Linked DNA regions of Mus musculus: all the other regions are linked to region 5. A link is a contact called in public promoter capture Hi-C data. All regions are on one chromosome and are shown on one strand. The core of a region is the stretch at or near the end of the contact, and the rest is flanking DNA. Distances in the headings are between cores, read along the strand shown.

Region 1 (2,794 bases), core at 233-2,732, 930 kb before region 5:
AGAGCTCTTGAGCTCAAGGCCAGCCTGGTCTACATGATGAGCTCCAAGCTACATAATGAGACCCCCATCTTGAACAAACAAACATACATCACCCTAAAACTGACCACTGTCTCACAACCGTGTAGTTTTTAACACGTTCTTAAAGCATACACCAAACTACACTGGTTCTCAAACTTTCATGTGTCCCCCACAAAGCCTATTCTGCTTTGAAAAGTGAAAAATTTGCTTAAAATGAAGACTCTGCCCTCTTTCTGTTTCAATGTATTTTGGGTCTCTATAAGAAATGAGCCCTCAGTCAGTTTGGACAAAAGTGCCAAGATATACTCATAGGTAGGACGGATAGTTGGCCCCTTTCAGCAGTCTCTTCATTTCTACTCTTTCCTACCTGGGCAAAGACTCATAAATCAATGATCCACAGGAATCTTACTCAACCTAGGAGTATAAAGTTCACATTCCCCCTCCACACTAAACTTTAAAAATGGGGTTTGTTTATATTAGACTAAACCTAGTAGGCAACAAGTTAGTGGTTAGAAGGGAAAGGTGTCGATCAGACCCGTTCTCTAGGAACAACGTTAACTAGTACTTCCTATTTTCAAAGTTTTTATGTTTTCGGTAGAGGATTTCGAAGAAAGGGTGCGGGCATAACGTCTATGAGTTACACATACTGTTCCTACTAGAATACATGCACCACCAGCCTCGACTTTCAAAACACAGTGCAGCGACTGGCAAAAAAAGGCGCTGAATAAAATGCTTGTATACGGCAGCTCCAGTTTCCATAAAAGACGAAAACAAAGCCTGAGTTATTTCTACTTCTTGATATAGATGCCCAGTATCTGCGACTGCCTCTTCCAGGTCCTACTAGCGGCCATCCCGCCTCCGTTTTCTAAAACCGGTTTTGGAAACGAGAGTATTCTCCAGAAAATTTTACTCAACAAAGGGGCAAATCTCAGTAGTGAGGGTAAAGAGACGAGCTGCGAACCAGGCACTCGGCACGTCCCTCCGTGTCCTAGTCTCAGGTAGGAACTAAAGAGGCCCACACCCCTAGATTCGGCCCTACACTGAAACTCCATTAAGTTCGTTGCTACCGGGTCACTAATTCCGCAGGGGTGTGAGCGAAGCACCCTGTCAGGCCCCAGCAAGGTTTGCAACCCACGCGAGCTGCTCCTCCGACCCGCCCTCCCGCTCACCTTCGTGTGCATCTCCGGCGCTCGCAGCAGCCAGCAGCTGTGTCAGCGCCAAGAGCAGGACCAACAGCCAAGCTTTCCGGAGCTTCATGATTGGGTGCAGAGCTGGGCCTGCAGACACCGGCCACCGCAGAGCACTCGCCGACCTCCCGAGCGACGCCGGAGCGCACCAAAGCCTCCAGGAAGTTCAGGCCGGTGATTGGTTGGAGGTAAGGAAGCCGCGGCCCGTCCAATCCCCGCACGAATCAGGGCGAGAGCCGTGGCGCCCCGCCTACACCGCCCCGCCCCGCTGCCTGAGCCCTCCGCGCGGGCGCGCCCCTCAGCTCCGCGTTTAAAACTCCGAGCCCTAGTGTGAGGTGCCCCCTTCTGATTGGCTGTGCCGCGACCACCAATCACGGGCTGCCACTCGGTTTGCTTGGAGCGCCCAGGTCCGGAAAGAGTGCGGGGGAGAACAAAGGCAACCAGCCCTGCACAGGGAGGCGGGGCTTGAGCACTCCGAGGGGAGGGATTGGTTGGGAGGTCAGCTCCCTTTGGCCAAGCTTGGCAGGAAGAACACGTGTAAGAAACTCAAGGAAATGGTGGGGTGCATGTGTAGGCTCGTCCGTCTGAGGCTGTCCTTGTGCAGGAAACTAAAGAGGACAGAACTTTTGGGAAAAAGTGAGATCAGAGATCCCGCCTCTGTTCCCCTGTTCTTTGGCTTCTTGTTTTTTCTGTTGAGCATATAAAAGTTTGAGTTTCTTTCCTAGATACTAGGTTCGGAGAGGTATATGAAATAGATTAGTTGTTTCAGAGCTGGGTGGGCTGACTCCAGGTCTGTGGAGGCAGAGACCCATGACTTTTAGTGATATCCTGTCGCAAAAAAAAAAAAAAAAGAAAGAAAGGAAAGAAAGAAAGAAAGAAAGAAAAGAAAAATTACAACTTGGACTCCATGACTAAGTCTATAAGTCAGAGTCTTGTCTGAACGTTGCCTTGTATTATGATTTTTCTGAAGAGAGAGAGAGAGATAACCAATCTAGTGATTTAGATCTAGAAATAACCGTGAGTGTTTTGGAAAAGAAACTAGGTTTGCATGTCAGAAAAGAAAGCTGTACTGGCATTAGGGTTAGCACCTGTGGATTAACATATGATATGACGTAGAAGACAAATGAGGCTAAATAAATAAATCTTAGAGAGTCCTGCAATATTTTCTGATGTATACAGGAGGAGAAAATGAGCTGTATTTATCACTACTCCCCTGGGTTGTCATTTTAGCACTATTAGGCTAGGTTCCTAGGCCAATTTGAATATGTGTTTTCCTTTACTCCTGCAGATCTCTCTCTAGAGAAGTAGTCCATTGGGATTGTCTATCTACTAGTGTATCTGTGACAATTCCTGCATGCATGTCCACAGCCAGAAGTTCAGATTATATGTTTTGAAAACTAAATTAAGACTAGACAGGCACACAACCTACATGCTCTGGATTCATGAGGTTTATGATTGATTCTATCTAGGTTAAACCACAAGAGATTACTGCAGTCTCTTGTGTTTTCTGTAGAACTCAGTGATGGTTCTACCTTTTTTATTATTCTGATATAATTCTTTTCTGTAGTTTCAACTACTTTGGAGTCTAA
Region 2 (2,700 bases), core at 82-2,581, 800 kb before region 5:
TCAAAACGAATAATGCTAAATGTTGATTTGGACCTTGATATAAAGAGTTAAATGTGATTTAACTATTTTATTTATTTATTTATTTATTTATTTATTTTGAGACAGGGTTTCTCTGTGTATCCCTGGCTGTCCTGGAGCTCACTCTGTAGACCAGGCTGGTCTCGAACTCAGTTAGCTTTTTATTTTGATTTAACTCAAAGTAGCACTGCCTGGTCTTGCCCTAAATGCCAAGGATTCAGTGATGCACCTTAGAGGTAGGTAGTTTGTGTCCTTACTATGTCAGCTGGCCCACACTTTGTTTAGAGATAATCCCCAACACACACACACACACACACACACACACACACACACACACACACACCAAAACAAACCCAAAGATTCAAAGCACAGTTGCCATCTGGAAGTTTATTGGCTTGTTGAATAACGACCATAGAATGGCTGTGAAATGCAGGAAATGAAGAGACCGGTTTTATTTTTATAAATAAATAAATAAAGGTTAATTATGGCTTTTCCGAGTAAAGCTTTCTAGTTTCAGAAGGAAACTGGTCTTAAATGGAATAATGTATTCAGGATAATTCAGGACATGAATTGGTTAGAAACCCTTAGAAATGAACCCAGTAGCTGTGGAGTTGTGGTCCTGTGTCCATTGTCTGTTTTGAAGCCTCCTGGCAGGGAGAGCAGGGCGCTCAATCCCAGCCAAGGCTAAGTAAGAAGATGTACAACTAAGTCCAGACTGGGTGTGGCGGGAAGAAGGAGGAGCTCTGTAGGGGGTAAGCAGAGGCTCTGAGCCTCAAAGGTGAGTGCACATGGAGAGAATACTCCGAAAGTACATCCCTCGGGTTCTACCAAGCGCTCTACCACTAAGGTACACCCCAGTCCTGGACTTGTTTTTTTGTTTGTTTGTTTTGTTTTTTGAGACACGGTTTCTTGTAGACCAGGCTGGCCTCGAACTCAGAAATCCGCCTGCCTCCCGAGTGCTGGGATTAAAGGCGTGCGCCACCACGCCTGGCTTGTATTTTTGTTTTAAACGCACCATTCCCCTTAGCGCTTCCTACTTGTTCTGAAAAACCCAAAATGGAATTTACCCTAGAAAAGGGAATCTGAACACCCTTGGGATGAGGGTGTCCCGCCCCAGCACGGAGTTCAGGGATTTCCTTAGCGTTTTCCTCACGGGCGTCTTTCTCGAATTTACCCGCCCGAAGGCTTGCCTGAGCCAGCTGCCTGCTCGCCCGGGGCCCTGGGGGTAGGGTTGACGCCGCAGGCCAGCGGCCACCGAGTGCGGGCCTTCTGGCTGCAGGGGGCGCCGTGCGCGCCGGGCCGCGGCTCCGGTAGATTAGGGCCAGCAGGGCACGTGGCTTGGGACCGTGTGGAGAGTGCGGGCGCTGGACAGCAGCTCCGGCCCCTCACCGACGCGCAGCCCGCGCCTGGGCCGACCTGTTGACTGAAAATCAGCCGGCGCTTGGCCAGATGCGTCGATGGAGGCCCGCAGCCCAGCGACGACGTGGTAGTCATGGCTGAAGCGGCGCCTGCCCCGGTAAGCGCCCCGGTCCATGGCCGCTGTGTGCGAGGGTCTCGGCCTACCCGGCTCGGAGCACCCCCTGCCCTGGCCCCGGCCCTGGCCTGGAGGCCACGCAGGCCACGGAAGCCATCAGCCTACACATGGCCGCAGGCGGCCTGGTGGGCTGGGCCCTAAGATCGGTGCGCGCGACATGGCCTCCGTAGCCCGGCCAGGCCGGGCGCTACCTTTTCTCCGGAAGGCCTGGAAGGACCCTGCAGATCACAAAGTCCCTGTGTTCTTCTGAGACCTGCGCCCGAGCAGTCAGACAGGAGCCAGGGTCGCCTTCCTGCCACATCTGCAAGGTTGAGGCTGCGAAGGGGGCCTCAGGTCAACACCTTAGGATGAGCCTACCACTAAAATACCTAGCGACTCTACTTTCTCGTAGGAAACAATACTTAACCCAATTTGCAACAGGTTTCTAAATTTTGTGACTGGGTTGGTTTGCCAAGATATAATGGCCCTCGGATCTAGACCAGCCTGTTTACAGAGTGAGTTCCAAAAAGAAGCTGGGGGAGGGGTTAGCTTGGTAATGTTCAGTGTGCCAATTTAGAGGACATGCTAGAAGATTTTCACCAGTAAAAAAAATCTCTCAGTAAGTGGTATCTATTATTACCAATACATCTCAGACAACTCTCTGAAACCTTAGTCTCTTGGAAGCTTTTAGAAAAGAACCTCTCTTTCTCTATTTTGCTGTGTGTCCTTCTAGGTTCCCTGACTACAAGGAATAGAAAGTCAACTGGGAATTGTGGAGGTTGTGGGAGTAGGACTAGAAACCCTTCAGTTCCTTCCCACCTACTCCTGCCCCTTAGTTGTCTTGCAGTACCTAACATCCCAGAAAGCTTACCAACAGGATAGATTTCAACACTATGATAATAACTACAGCTGATACCACGGATGCTCAAGTCCCTTACATAAAATTGTGTAGTGTTTGCATATAACCTATTCATATGCTTTAAAATACATTACATCGATGTCTAGATTTCCAATACAGTGGAAGGCTAATAGTTGCATCGAGGAGGAAATGACGACAAGAAAAATGTGTACATGTTCAGAATAGACAGAGTTTTTTCTTTCCAAATTTTTTTAGGGGGACATTGGGGTAGGGTTGGGGACAGAGTTTCTGTGTAGTCCTGGCTGTCCTG
Region 3 (2,700 bases), core at 42-2,541, 530 kb after region 5:
AAACCGGTAACGTTCTAATAATATACTCAAGCTTTGTGAATATACGGTTTATACTCACAAGACCTCAGATAACCAAAGTCTTGAGTCCCTTTTCCGGGGAATGGGTGAGAAAAACGGGGGAGGGTCTGTAAATTTCAGGTATAATCTTTTGAGTTAACAATGATTAGCTTTTTTCTTTTCTTTTTTGAAAACTGAGGCAAGAAATTTGTTCAGTTACGTAAGGTTTAAAGTAAGATGTCTTGGCAGTTTAGCCATAAAGATCTGTAAAGGAGTTTTCAGAGGAATGGTCACAGGAAGGAAAGCTTTGGAAGTTGAGACATAAAGAACCCAACATCTAGCTGTTAGGAAAACAGGCGTCACTGCATTTCCACATTCATTTAGAAGCGAAAGGAAAGAGGACATTAAGGGGAAAGGCTCTTGCGTAGTTTTCCCTTCCCCGCTCGCTCTCGTCTTAAGGACTCTTAAGGGTCGCTGCGGTCGTTGACTAACCACTTCACTGGGCTCGTCCCACCTTCAACCTCAAGGCTTTCGCCTTTACAGACGCGACGCCGCCGGTTCCGACGGAGACGCGGCCGCTCACTGCAACAGAGAGCCAAGGAGACAACAGGCCCCAGCTAGTCCCGCGCCAGCGATTCCCCGCCCGGACAGCAGCCCCGCGCACTTCTGACCCCGAGACCCCGCTGCGATGGCCGGAGGAGGGGTGGTGGTGGCCCGAGATGCCACCGCAGGAAGCACCTACCACTATCCGGCCGGAGGGAGCGCCCCGCCGCCTCCTGCCCCACCGCGCCGGGGACCCGCACCTCGGAGCAGAGATGGGAAGCTGAGAGGAAAGGGAGCGACAGGAGAGGATAGGACCAGGCCAGGTACCAGTCAGCCGCCAGAAAGGAGCGCTGCGGGCTAGTGGGGCATCTGGGCACGCAGGGGGACCCCGAAGCCATCTTGGGACGTGACGCGCTCGCGGTGGCCCTCAAGGCTGCTCCTGAGGGCCCCGCCACCTCGCCCGACCGACCGCGCTCGTCCCCGAGCCCCGGAGCATCGGGCCGCCGCCGAAGACGGCTCCCGCGGCTTTGTACTCACTCTGCCCTCGAAGTTGTTCTCCTCTACATCACTCATGTCGGCCAGGCGCTCCCGAGAACTAAATAAGAGATATGTCTCGGCTCGAGGGCCGACGGCCTAGTCACCGCGCTGTTCGGACTGTGGGGAGGAAGAAGGCGACGGCTACAACGGCCAGTGCGTTCCACTCCCACCAGCTCGCACGTTCAGGCAAAATGGCGCCCGTGCCGCCAGAAACCTCCTGGTGTCCCCGGCGCCTGACGTCAAGGGGCGGACCTGTGATGACGTCGTCGCGAACCCCGCCTCCGCCCCGGGAGGCTTTGTGTCCGCCTGGCCTAGCGCGGGAGATTGGCGGGTTTCAAGAGCTTGCTGTTTGGCGTTGGGTCGGTTTGTCCTCCGGGTGCTGGAATTAAAGGCGTGTGTCATCGCCTGGCTTTGCCTGTGGGGTTTTGTTCTTGAGTTTTTTTGGTTTTGTTCTCTTTAGGTATGGAACTCAGGTCTTTCTTGCATAGCAAAACAAACCAACCAAAAACAAGCAAACAAAAACCCAACAAACAAACCGACTTTTCCAGCTGAGTTTTCCTTATCCCCAGTATCTGCCCCCCCCCCTTTTTTTTTTTTTGGTTTGGTTTTTTTACAGAGACAGGGTTTCTCTGTATAGCCTTGGCTGTCCTGGAACTCACTTTGTAGGCCAGGCTGGCCTCGAACTCAGAAATCTGCCTGCCTCTGCCTTCCGAGTGCTGGGATTAAAGGCGTGAGCCACCACGCCCGGCTAGTATCTGCCCTTTTAAACGTTGAAATAACAATATATACACAGATGGGGTTATACTGAAAAGCCATGAGTTTCTCACTCTTCTCTGCTTCCAAACCTCAAGACAGGGTTTCTGTGTAACCCTGGCTGTCCTGGAACTCCCTCTGTAGACCAGGCTGGCCTGGAACTCACAGAAATCTGCCTGCCTCTGCCTCCCAAGTTCTGGGAATAAAGGCATGAGCTCCCACCACAGCGGGGGGCATTTTAATTGAAGTTCCCTCCTCTCAGGTGACCTTATCTGTGCCAAGTTGATAGAAAATTATCCAGCACACCTAGCATGTACTAGGCTCTGGGTTTAGTCCTCAACACTGTAGAACATGTAAATAAATAAAAATAAATTGGGGGAATATATTGTTTGGCAACATTAGTATCCATACTTCTTGCTCTAGAAAAATAAGGAACACCAGCACAAATAATGAATTCACAAAGACCTGAAATAGCTGGGTGTGGTGATCTGTGCCTGTGATCCCACCACTTAGGCGTCTAGAAGGAAGGACTGTTGGAAGTTCCAGCCAACCTGAGATATAAAAAGAGAGCCTATCAGAAATGTCAGAGAGCTAGTTATCAAACTCTTTAAAAAAAAAAAGATTTATTATATGTAAGTACACTGTAGCTGTCTTCAGACACACCAGAAGAGGGTGTTAGATCTCATTATGGATGGCTGTGAACCACCATGTGGTTGCTGGGATTTGAACTCAGGACCTTCAGAAGAGCAGTCAGTGCTCTTAACCGCTGAGCTATCCCTCCAGCCCCCATTATTAAACTCTTAATGGTTTGGACTCAGCCACAACAGGAAGATTTATGTTGTGAATATCAGCAAATCATTTTTCTTCCTC
Region 4 (2,714 bases), core at 48-2,547, 580 kb after region 5:
CTCATTCCACTCTTAAGGCTTGTCTTTTGTTTGTTGCTGTTAAAACTGTCTTTCCCAGGCTGCATTTGATTTCCAGGTCCTCCTGTTTTGTTTGGTGTGTGTGTGTGTGTGTGTGTGTGTGTGTGTGTGTGTGTATGTATGTGTGAAAGAGCGACAGAGAGAGAGAGAGAGAGAAACACACAGAGAAAGACACAGAGACACAGAGAGAGAGACACACAGAGACACACACAGAGACACAGAGAGAGAGATGCACACAGAGAGGCACACAGAGAGAGGCACACACAGAGACATATACACACACAGATAGAGAGAGACAGAGGGAGAGAGAATTTTATGAGTATTGGTATTTTGCTTGCATATACCTTAGTGTACCAACTGTATTCCTGGTGAGGCCAGAGGAAGACTGTCAGATATCCAGAAATGGGGTGACAGATGGTTGTGAGCCACCATGTGGATTCTGGAAACTAAACCCGAGTGCTCTCTAAGCACAAGGGCTCAGCCATCTTTCCAGCCCAATTTGACTTTTTAACGTGTAATTTTGTGTGTGCTGAGCATTTAATCAGGGCCATATTCATGCTAGCCAAGTGTTCTACCACTAAGCTGCATACCAAGTCCCGAAGTACTTGATTTTTTAAAAATGTATTAACTTTGTTAAACTCTTATTAATTGTAATAATTTGTCTACAAGTTGTTTTGTATTTGTCATGTGTATACATATTTATACCATCCGTGACAAGAATATCTTTAAAACACTTTATTTGTATTCATGTAATTGTGTGTGAGTGTGCTGAGGTCTGCAGAGGCCAGAAGCAGATGGGATCCCTTGGAGCTGGAGTTCCAAGAGATTATGAACCTCTTGATGTGGGAGCTGGTAATTGAACTCTGGTCTTCTGGTCCCTCAGCAAACTGTCTGAACTTTTGAGCTAGGTCTCCAGTCCTCAGAAAAGGATAGTTTGTTTCTATTAGTCTTTAGTCCTTTTAGTTATTTTTTTATCCTATTTCCCTGAGTGAGGACCTTCAGGAGCACCATGGGGACATTGGACTCTCCAACACTAGGATGCCCTCTAGTGTCAGACAACAGCATTAGGGGTTTCTTTTCTAGTGGAAGGTAGATAGTAGGATGCTTCACCACTAGTGGCGAATAGGGTGCTGAGTTTTCTCTAGTAGCAATGCAGCTGCTGCGCCTCTTAGTTGCTAAGCAACCGCGTCGCCCTGAGCCCCTGGGCCAACAGCACGTGCTGTCTCTCCGCAAGGCGGGACTACATTCCCCACAATGCCGCGCGCAGTAGGCCCTGGCCGGAGAATGGGGGAAGGGTGGCCGGGAGGCGGAGCGGAAACCGGGAGTAGCGTCCCCGGGTGCCGAGCGCTCTCGGTCCTACCTCCGTCCTGGCCCGCAGGCTGTTGCGGCGCCGCTAACGCCCTCCCGTGGCGGGCTGTGGCTGTACTTCCAGTTTGTGAGCCCCGCGGCGGCGGCCCGCGTGATTGAAAGGAAACCAGCAGGCCAGGTCAGACGGAGGAGATTGGGGAGGCGGGAGGCGGTGTCCCTGCGGCCCCGGCTTTGCTACTTTGACAGCCTCGACCGCCGGGCCGGGCTCCGCGGTGCTCTGCGGGGATGGGCAGTCTCTGCGGCCGCGCTCATTTGTGCTCCACTCTTGACAGCTCAATTCTCTCGTTAGGAGAAGGACGTGAAATGCCCATTAAACCTGCCAAACTCTTCTCCTGGGAGGCTGGGGAGGAACTTTATCTGCTGTAGGTACAGGCGGTGGCAATTGAATGGCCAGGCAGCCAGGATTCGAACCCCTGGCGTCCCTCTGCCTGCTGCTTCATTCAGGCTAAGCAATGGCTCCAAGCCGATGTGTTTCATCCAGCAGATGGAGATCTCATACAGTTTTAAGTTGTTAGATTTATGGATAATAAGCTATTACACCTTGAGTTTTTCATTTGATGAAAAGATGTTTTGAATGTGATTCGAAGTGTGTGGACTTTTGGTTAATCACTAGGTTGTGTGTTCAGTTTATATTTTTACTTCTTACATGCAGAGAATTCCTTAAGATATGCTGGCTTCTTAATTTCCGCCCCTTTAAGATGGCTGAGAATGTTCTAAGGAAATTGATGACTCTGCTTTCCTGGGGATCAGCTCTGTATATAACTGTACAAGGACTCACCTCCCCCACCTCCCTAGCCTGGTCCCATAGGAAACCCTTAAAAGGAGATTAAAGGCTTTGTCCGTCAGATCCTTTGCAGCTTTGCCCTATGTCAACTTTCTGTACTGTTTCTAATGGTTCAGTCGTTTCTCTCCTCCCCACTCCCCTTCTCTCATTTTCTAGACAGGATTTCTCTGTGTAGCCCTGGCTGTCCTGGAACTCACTCAGTAGACCAGAAAACTATAAATCCCCTTACGCATTTATTCGTGACCAGGCTGGCCTCAAACTCAAGAGATCCTCCTGCCTCCGCCTCCCTAGTGCTGGGATTAAAGGTGTGCGCCACCATCACCTGACACCCACTTAGGATTTCTGTTCCCAGGTTATAGTTTTTGTCTGGAGACACATTGAGTGAATGCAGTAAATCTGATCAGGAACGACTTCAACGTGTTCAGGTTCTGTCAGTTGTTTTTACCCTTGCTTTCTCAATGTTATTGACATTGGGTTTTCAAGGAAAGCTTTATAAAACTTTAACTGAATTTCATTTTTATTTAACGTGTATGCCCTGTATGTA
Region 5 (2,752 bases), core at 26-2,525:
TGAAGCAAGAGAGATTCTATCAGCATGCCAACATGCAGCAGCAGCACAGCCTCTCCCTCCAGCTGACCAGGAGTGCAGCCAACTGGCAGTACCCACTGTCTGACTATCACCCTTGCCCGGAGGTTGGCATCTGCTGAAGAGCGATGCCTCTAGGTTAAGTGTTTTCTCCAGTGGAAGTTTACATCCAATAACTGGCTGATAGAACTGTGAAATGCAGTCTCGTCACCTTCCATCTCAAGGTCTACGCAAACTGTAGAATTCCCTGTGGAGTCAGCATTTGTTGTGACTGACTCAATCTTATCCTTATCCAATACCGTCTTCTTTCCTTCCTCTCTCAGGTGTAAATCCCAAGGCTACTCCCTCATAGCTTCTTTCAGCACCAGATATCTCCACCTCAATAGTCCATATGCCTTGGAACCCAACCCTTTTACACAGACACACATACACATGTGCGTGCAAGTATACAAACACTTACATAAATATACTTACATAGAAACATAGTTTACAATATTAATAGATCAAAAGAAAAATCATGCAATTACTTCAACCATTAAAAGACATTTTTAAAGTAACTCACATTTCCAATCAAAGCCTTTATTTAGTAAAATAGGAATGAACAAAATATGCATGCACTAATTTAAAGATTAATCACTAATAGCCAATATCAGTCTTAGTGATATTAGATATTCTATTCTTTGTAAATTTTTCTTTTTTGTTTTCTTTGGTACTGGATAGACCCTAGGACTTTGTATATGCTAGGCAAATGATTCTAGGCAAATGCTCTATCAATAAGCTAAACCCTGAGCCTTTGGTGTTTGTTTTGTTTTGAAGTGGGGGTCTTAAAAAGATTAGTAGCCTAGAATGGGCTTCAATTTGTCATCCTCCAATCTCAATTGGAGGCTATTTTGTAGTAAGAGAAATCCTTAAAGAGAAAAATGGAAACAAAAATAATAAAAATAAAACAACAAACAAACAACAACAACCACCACCACTACCACCACCACCACAAAACACACACACACACACACACACACACACGGAAGATTACCTGTAGCCAATTCTAGAATAGAGTCAGCCAAGGAAGGCTCTGTTGACATGTTTGATTCTACTAACCCTTCTGGACAAACAGCCTTTAGTCACAGAGAAGATAGAGTGCGTGATTTCATAGAGGAATGCTAAGACCACAACTACATGGAAAATGTTTCTGTCTCTTTAAGCCATCATCATCCGGCCTTTCTCTCAGTTTCCTGATCTCTAAGACCCAGGCAGCCTAGCGACTTCCTCTATGCTCAGCCCTGGGCAAGGAGAGACTTCTGCACTCACAAGCGAAGGGAAGGCGAGGCCGGGGCTTCTCTGGGTCACTTCAGGGACTGTCAGCAAGAAAGGTGAGCCTGAGGCTGTGAGCTGGGGTGGAGAGGAAGCTGGGCTGTGAGACCAAAGTGTCTGGTACCTATACACCTGCATTGTACAAAGCACTATGCAGGAGCACTCCGAGCGAGCGTGCATCACAGGCAAGGGGGGCTTCCGGATGCGTTAGGATGGCCTGGGCTTCGAATCGACAAGTTTGGAGGAAGTCTTAGGAGTTCACACATCTTTGATGAACAAAGCTTATCTCTTCCCTCACTCTTTTCGTACAGTAAGGGAAATGTACTCTAGATCTCCTCCCAGGAGCAAAGCACAGTCCATTCCTCAAAAAAAAAAAAAAAAAAAAAATAGAGTTTTCTGATTTGCATGGTATCTTTAGCTGGTGATGTCTGGTGTATCAAAGAAACTTAAAAGGTCTTGAAAAAACATGTCTTTACCTAGTACCTTCCAGGACTGTGTACTTTGGCCAAAAAACAAGTTAAAGAGTAAAGTGATGAATTTTGAAAGAAATTTCATTAAATGTTTCTTTCTATAGAAAAAAAAAGCACATTCAGCAAAGGCAAACGATCCTTCTGTGTCCTTATAAACCATGCTTTCATGGCTACTCCTCATGGGCCACGTCTGTCTCTCAGAAGTCTCTTCTTCTCCTTGCCAGTCGGAGGGGCTCTAGCAAACTTGAGAGGAATGGAATTAGTCCTCACTTGTCTTCCTGGAGTTTGTCCCACTCCAACTGCAGGGATACCTCTGTTTCTCCGCGTCTACAAGGAAGGGTTTAAGAAATAATGTTCTTCAAATTCTGGATGCAGATTAAGCTTGTGAGAAAGATACTACTTGTTGTATCAGAACAACTGAGGATAGATCCAAGAAGTGTGATGTTGAGGGGAACACCTAAATACTTCAAAAAAACAAAACAAACAAACAAAAAAACCAAAAACCAAAACCAACCAACCAACCAAACAAAAACCAAACCAAACCAACCAAACAAACAAACAAAAAAGCCCCAAAAAACAAAAACCAAAACCCCATCAAGCTTGTAGGCAAGGACCTGGACTATCCCGGGCTCTCTTGAGCATATAGAACTGCATGTGCTTTATGTTCCCAGATAATAGAAACATTTATCGCCCGAGATTTCACTCGGTGTTTGCCTTTCTCTTAGAAACTATCAAAGGAAGCCCAGCCTCCACTCTGAACTCTGGAAGCCCCAGCGTCCTGCCCTGGGCTTCCATGGAGTCCCTGTGCCTCCTCCTCATTTTCCCCCAGGAAGAGCTCCTCCAGCTCCTGCAGAAGCCTTGCTCATTGCTCTCGCTCTTACCTTGCTCATTGCCCCCGCTCTTACGGCTGTTTCTTCAGTTCTGATCTGTGTCATTTGTGGGCATTTGCTGATTTC
Region 6 (2,700 bases), core at 152-2,651, 820 kb before region 5:
CTTTACACTCTGCTCTTCCAGGGATTCAAGGTGACTGCTGGTTCAGGACAATGACTTACCTCTGCCTTCAGCTTGAAAGGGGATGAGATGGGACAAGTAGACACACTCAACTGATTGACACGGTTATGGAGTCAAGCAGGAATTTGATCCAAACAAAGGCAACAAACAAAGATAAAATGAAGGCACAGACACACCCAGACTGCTGTGGGGGGCTTAAATGAGTCAGCGCTTTTAAAAAAATTATTATTATTTTAATATAAATGTAGGTTTTTAAGTGCCTGTTAAAACAGATGCTGAGAATTTTTTTTTTCAGCAGGCCATCGGCTTGGGTTCTAGAGAAAGTTGTTAGTTGTAGTCAGTGTAGACAGGGATCATTTGCAGAAAAATGAAGAAGGGACCAGTCTAGTGAGAGTACTTGAATTCTTAGAGGAAGCTATTCACACTTAGTGGAAACTCATGTCATTCTCACTCAGCATGTCCAGGACAATGTAATGGAAATGAGGCATTTGAGTACTGCAAGTACTGGGTTTGGGGGTGTTGTTTGGATCAATGTCTCTTTAGATATTTCTGGCTAGTCAAAAACTCACTATATAGCTGAGGCTGGCCTCAAACACCTGAGCGCTGGGGTGGTAATGATGTGGCCAGATGTTTCCAAGCCAGAATGCAGAACACATTGCCTCTAATACCCTGGCACCCTGGCATGAGGACTAGGTTATTTATTTAGTTTTTTTGAGACAGGGTTTCTAGCCCTGGCACTCACTCTGTAGACCAGGCTGGCCTCGAACTCAGAAACCCATCCACCTCTGCCTCGCAAGTGCTGGGATTAAAGGCATGAGCCATCACTGCCCGGTGAGGACTAGGTTAATTATTTGTGATTAAGGCTATCTTGAATTCTGCAATGCAAGTGATTACCATAATTAACACTCTATAATGGATTGACCAGAAAAAGCCAAGTCATAGGTGAGCATGGAAGAAAATCACTTGCCTATGAGAATTCACCTTTTCTTTAGCTTCAGCTGTGTTCTTCCCTCACAGAAAAGGGTGTACACATTTGTACACATTTTTTAAAAATTATTTTTATTTTTGACAATTGCATGCAAGTCCAGAACGTATGGTGTTCACATCCACCCCCATTAGCCTCCTTTTCTACTAGTCCCCACGCTCTCCTCCCTACGCCTTTCTCTCTCTCTCTCTCCTTCCCGCGCCTTTTTAAACTTGCACATATTTGAATCTCTTAAAGCATTTCGCGGAGTGCAGGACTCAAATTCAGAAAATGCTCTTGATTTTGAGAATCCTTACGCTTACACCCCACACTCAATGACTGAATTTCCAGGCTGCTGTTCCCCTTCCAGGAGCACAGTGGCGCAACAGAAATACCGCGCGGTAGGAGGAGCCGCTGCCGCTCTTCTTGGGGGTGGGGAGCGCTCCCAGAATGCACCTTGTATCAACACGGCGGCGGCGGCGGCGGCGGCGGCTTCCAGGAGGGTGAGGACGTCTGGCGGAGCGGCGTACAGTTCGAGCAGTATCCCGCCAGTCGGTGTTGTGGGGCGACTGCGACCATGGCGGAGTCGACGCCTACTCGGGTAAGGTGCTCCGGCCGGCTCGGGAGGGCCTTGGGGGAGACAGCGCCCTGCCCGGGGCGGGGCTTGAGGCGCTCGGTCGCAGGCTTGGTTTCCTCCGCGGCCGTTGGCGCCGGCGGATGCTGACTTCCCTCCCGGTACCCTCGCCCTCCGCCCGCCCGCCCGCTCGCTTGCTCCCTGGGTCCTTCTGCGTCAGGCTCAGAGCCCGGATGCTCTGCGTCTTTCCGCAGAAACTTCTGCGAGGCTTTTTGAATTGTTTGTGACTGCGCCCACATATTTTCCTGCTTCGTGCCAACTAGGGACTCGTTTTCTGAGTTGGAGTGAAGGCGCGGGATAAAACCCTGGGTTTGGGTTGTTGCCTTTGAGCTCAGCTACGGAAGACCCCAGGACTTAGGGCTTCTCTCCGACCAGTGGGGCTCTGCTCCGGTTGCCATGTTCTGCCATAGCTATCTGTACTGAGTTTGCAGCCACAGGTTGAAGCCTTCTCTCCTTGGGGACTGGTGTATTTGCTGTTTTTGTTTGTTTGCTTGCTTGTTTTTTGTTTTGTTTTGTTTTTACAAAACTGTGGGTGCGCATTGTTATCCGCTTACCGCCTCTTCCAGCTGTCTCTCTTTTCAGAGAATGTGAAGACACTGAAAATTGGTTTGAGGAATATCTTCCGTAACTCAGCGTTCATCTATCTATATATTCAGTGCATGGTCTTCGGAAGGCAGTCTATGCTCACTTCTCTAGGCCTTTGTCTCCTTAACTTGAATTGAGAATGTTGAGTTCCTTGTAAGCATTTTTACGTTTTTTTTTTTCTGGCTCCAGTCTCCTCATACTGTGTCACAGTAGAGGTTAACATAGGAAAATAGGATAGATGGACCTGAACTGGCTTTTCACTGTTGAGACAGAGCCTCACAGGCTGTCCTTAAGCTGATGACAATCTTCCCGACTCAGCCTCCCCAGTGCTAAGTTTACAGGTGTAAGTCATTCTGCTGGGGTTTGTTTGGTAGTGGTTGTGCTTTGAGGCAAACTCTCATGTGCCCCAGCCTAGCCTATCTGAGAATGACTGTAAACTCCTACCTCTGACTCCCAACTTGCAGATATTACAGGCATAAGTATTTTTCTTGTCTTTTTG

The links. Promoter capture Hi-C pulls out the DNA fragments that hold promoters and counts their contacts.
Region 1: a contact with region 5 is called in a promoter capture Hi-C map of pre-B cells, with 6 times the contacts expected there. The contact joins the promoter of Pdia4 here to the promoter of Gimap1 in region 5. A contact is called at or near these places in 2 of 39 promoter capture datasets (liver and pre-B cells), 1 of 484 Hi-C or Micro-C datasets (B cells) and 1 of 115 datasets of contacts at active chromatin or transcription factors (memory CD8 T cells).
Region 2: a promoter capture Hi-C map of liver shows a contact between it and region 5, with 4 times the contacts expected there. The contact joins the promoter of Zfp783 here to the promoter of Gimap1 in region 5. A contact is called at or near these places in 1 of 39 promoter capture datasets (liver) and 2 of 115 datasets of contacts at active chromatin or transcription factors (large pre-B cells and memory CD8 T cells).
Region 3: a promoter capture Hi-C map of pre-B cells shows a contact between it and region 5, with 4 times the contacts expected there. The contact joins the promoter of Tra2a here to the promoter of Gimap1 in region 5. A contact is called at or near these places in 5 of 39 promoter capture datasets (the 3T3-L1 cell line, the C10 cell line, liver and 2 more) and 1 of 115 datasets of contacts at active chromatin or transcription factors (memory CD8 T cells).
Region 4: a contact with region 5 is called in a promoter capture Hi-C map of pre-B cells, with 3 times the contacts expected there. The contact joins the promoter of Ccdc126 here to the promoter of Gimap1 in region 5. A contact is called at or near these places in 4 of 39 promoter capture datasets (the 3T3-L1 cell line, hippocampal neurons, pre-B cells and 1 more) and 1 of 115 datasets of contacts at active chromatin or transcription factors (memory CD8 T cells).
Region 6: a promoter capture Hi-C map of liver shows a contact between it and region 5, with 2.8 times the contacts expected there. The contact joins the promoter of Zfp212 here to the promoter of Gimap1 in region 5. A contact is called at or near these places in 2 of 39 promoter capture datasets (liver and pre-B cells).

The regions. Positions count from the first base shown.
Region 1 is chr6:47,812,030-47,814,823 of GRCm38.p6, forward strand. Pdia4 (protein disulfide isomerase associated 4) reads right to left here and starts at 1,483. Exons shown (of 10, transcript NM_009787.2): 1 at 1,188-1,483. The coding sequence starts at 1,275.
Region 2 is chr6:47,941,844-47,944,543 of GRCm38.p6, forward strand. Zfp783 (zinc finger protein 783) reads left to right here and starts at 1,332. Exons shown (of 6, transcript NR_027963.1): 1 at 1,332-1,534.
Region 3 is chr6:49,262,761-49,265,460 of GRCm38.p6, forward strand. It overlaps Tra2a (transformer 2 alpha), which reads right to left and starts at 1,292. Exons shown (of 8, transcript NM_198102.2): 1 at 1,078-1,292. The coding sequence starts at 1,113.
Region 4 is chr6:49,317,977-49,320,690 of GRCm38.p6, forward strand. It overlaps Ccdc126 (coiled-coil domain containing 126), which reads left to right and starts at 1,298. Exons shown (of 3, transcript NM_175098.6): 1 at 1,298-1,504.
Region 5 is chr6:48,737,772-48,740,523 of GRCm38.p6, forward strand. Gimap1 (GTPase, IMAP family member 1) reads left to right here and starts at 1,276. Exons shown (of 3, transcript NM_008376.3): 1 at 1,276-1,385.
Region 6 is chr6:47,919,167-47,921,866 of GRCm38.p6, forward strand. It overlaps Zfp212 (Zinc finger protein 212), which reads left to right and starts at 1,402. Exons shown (of 5, transcript NM_145576.2): 1 at 1,402-1,583. The coding sequence starts at 1,560.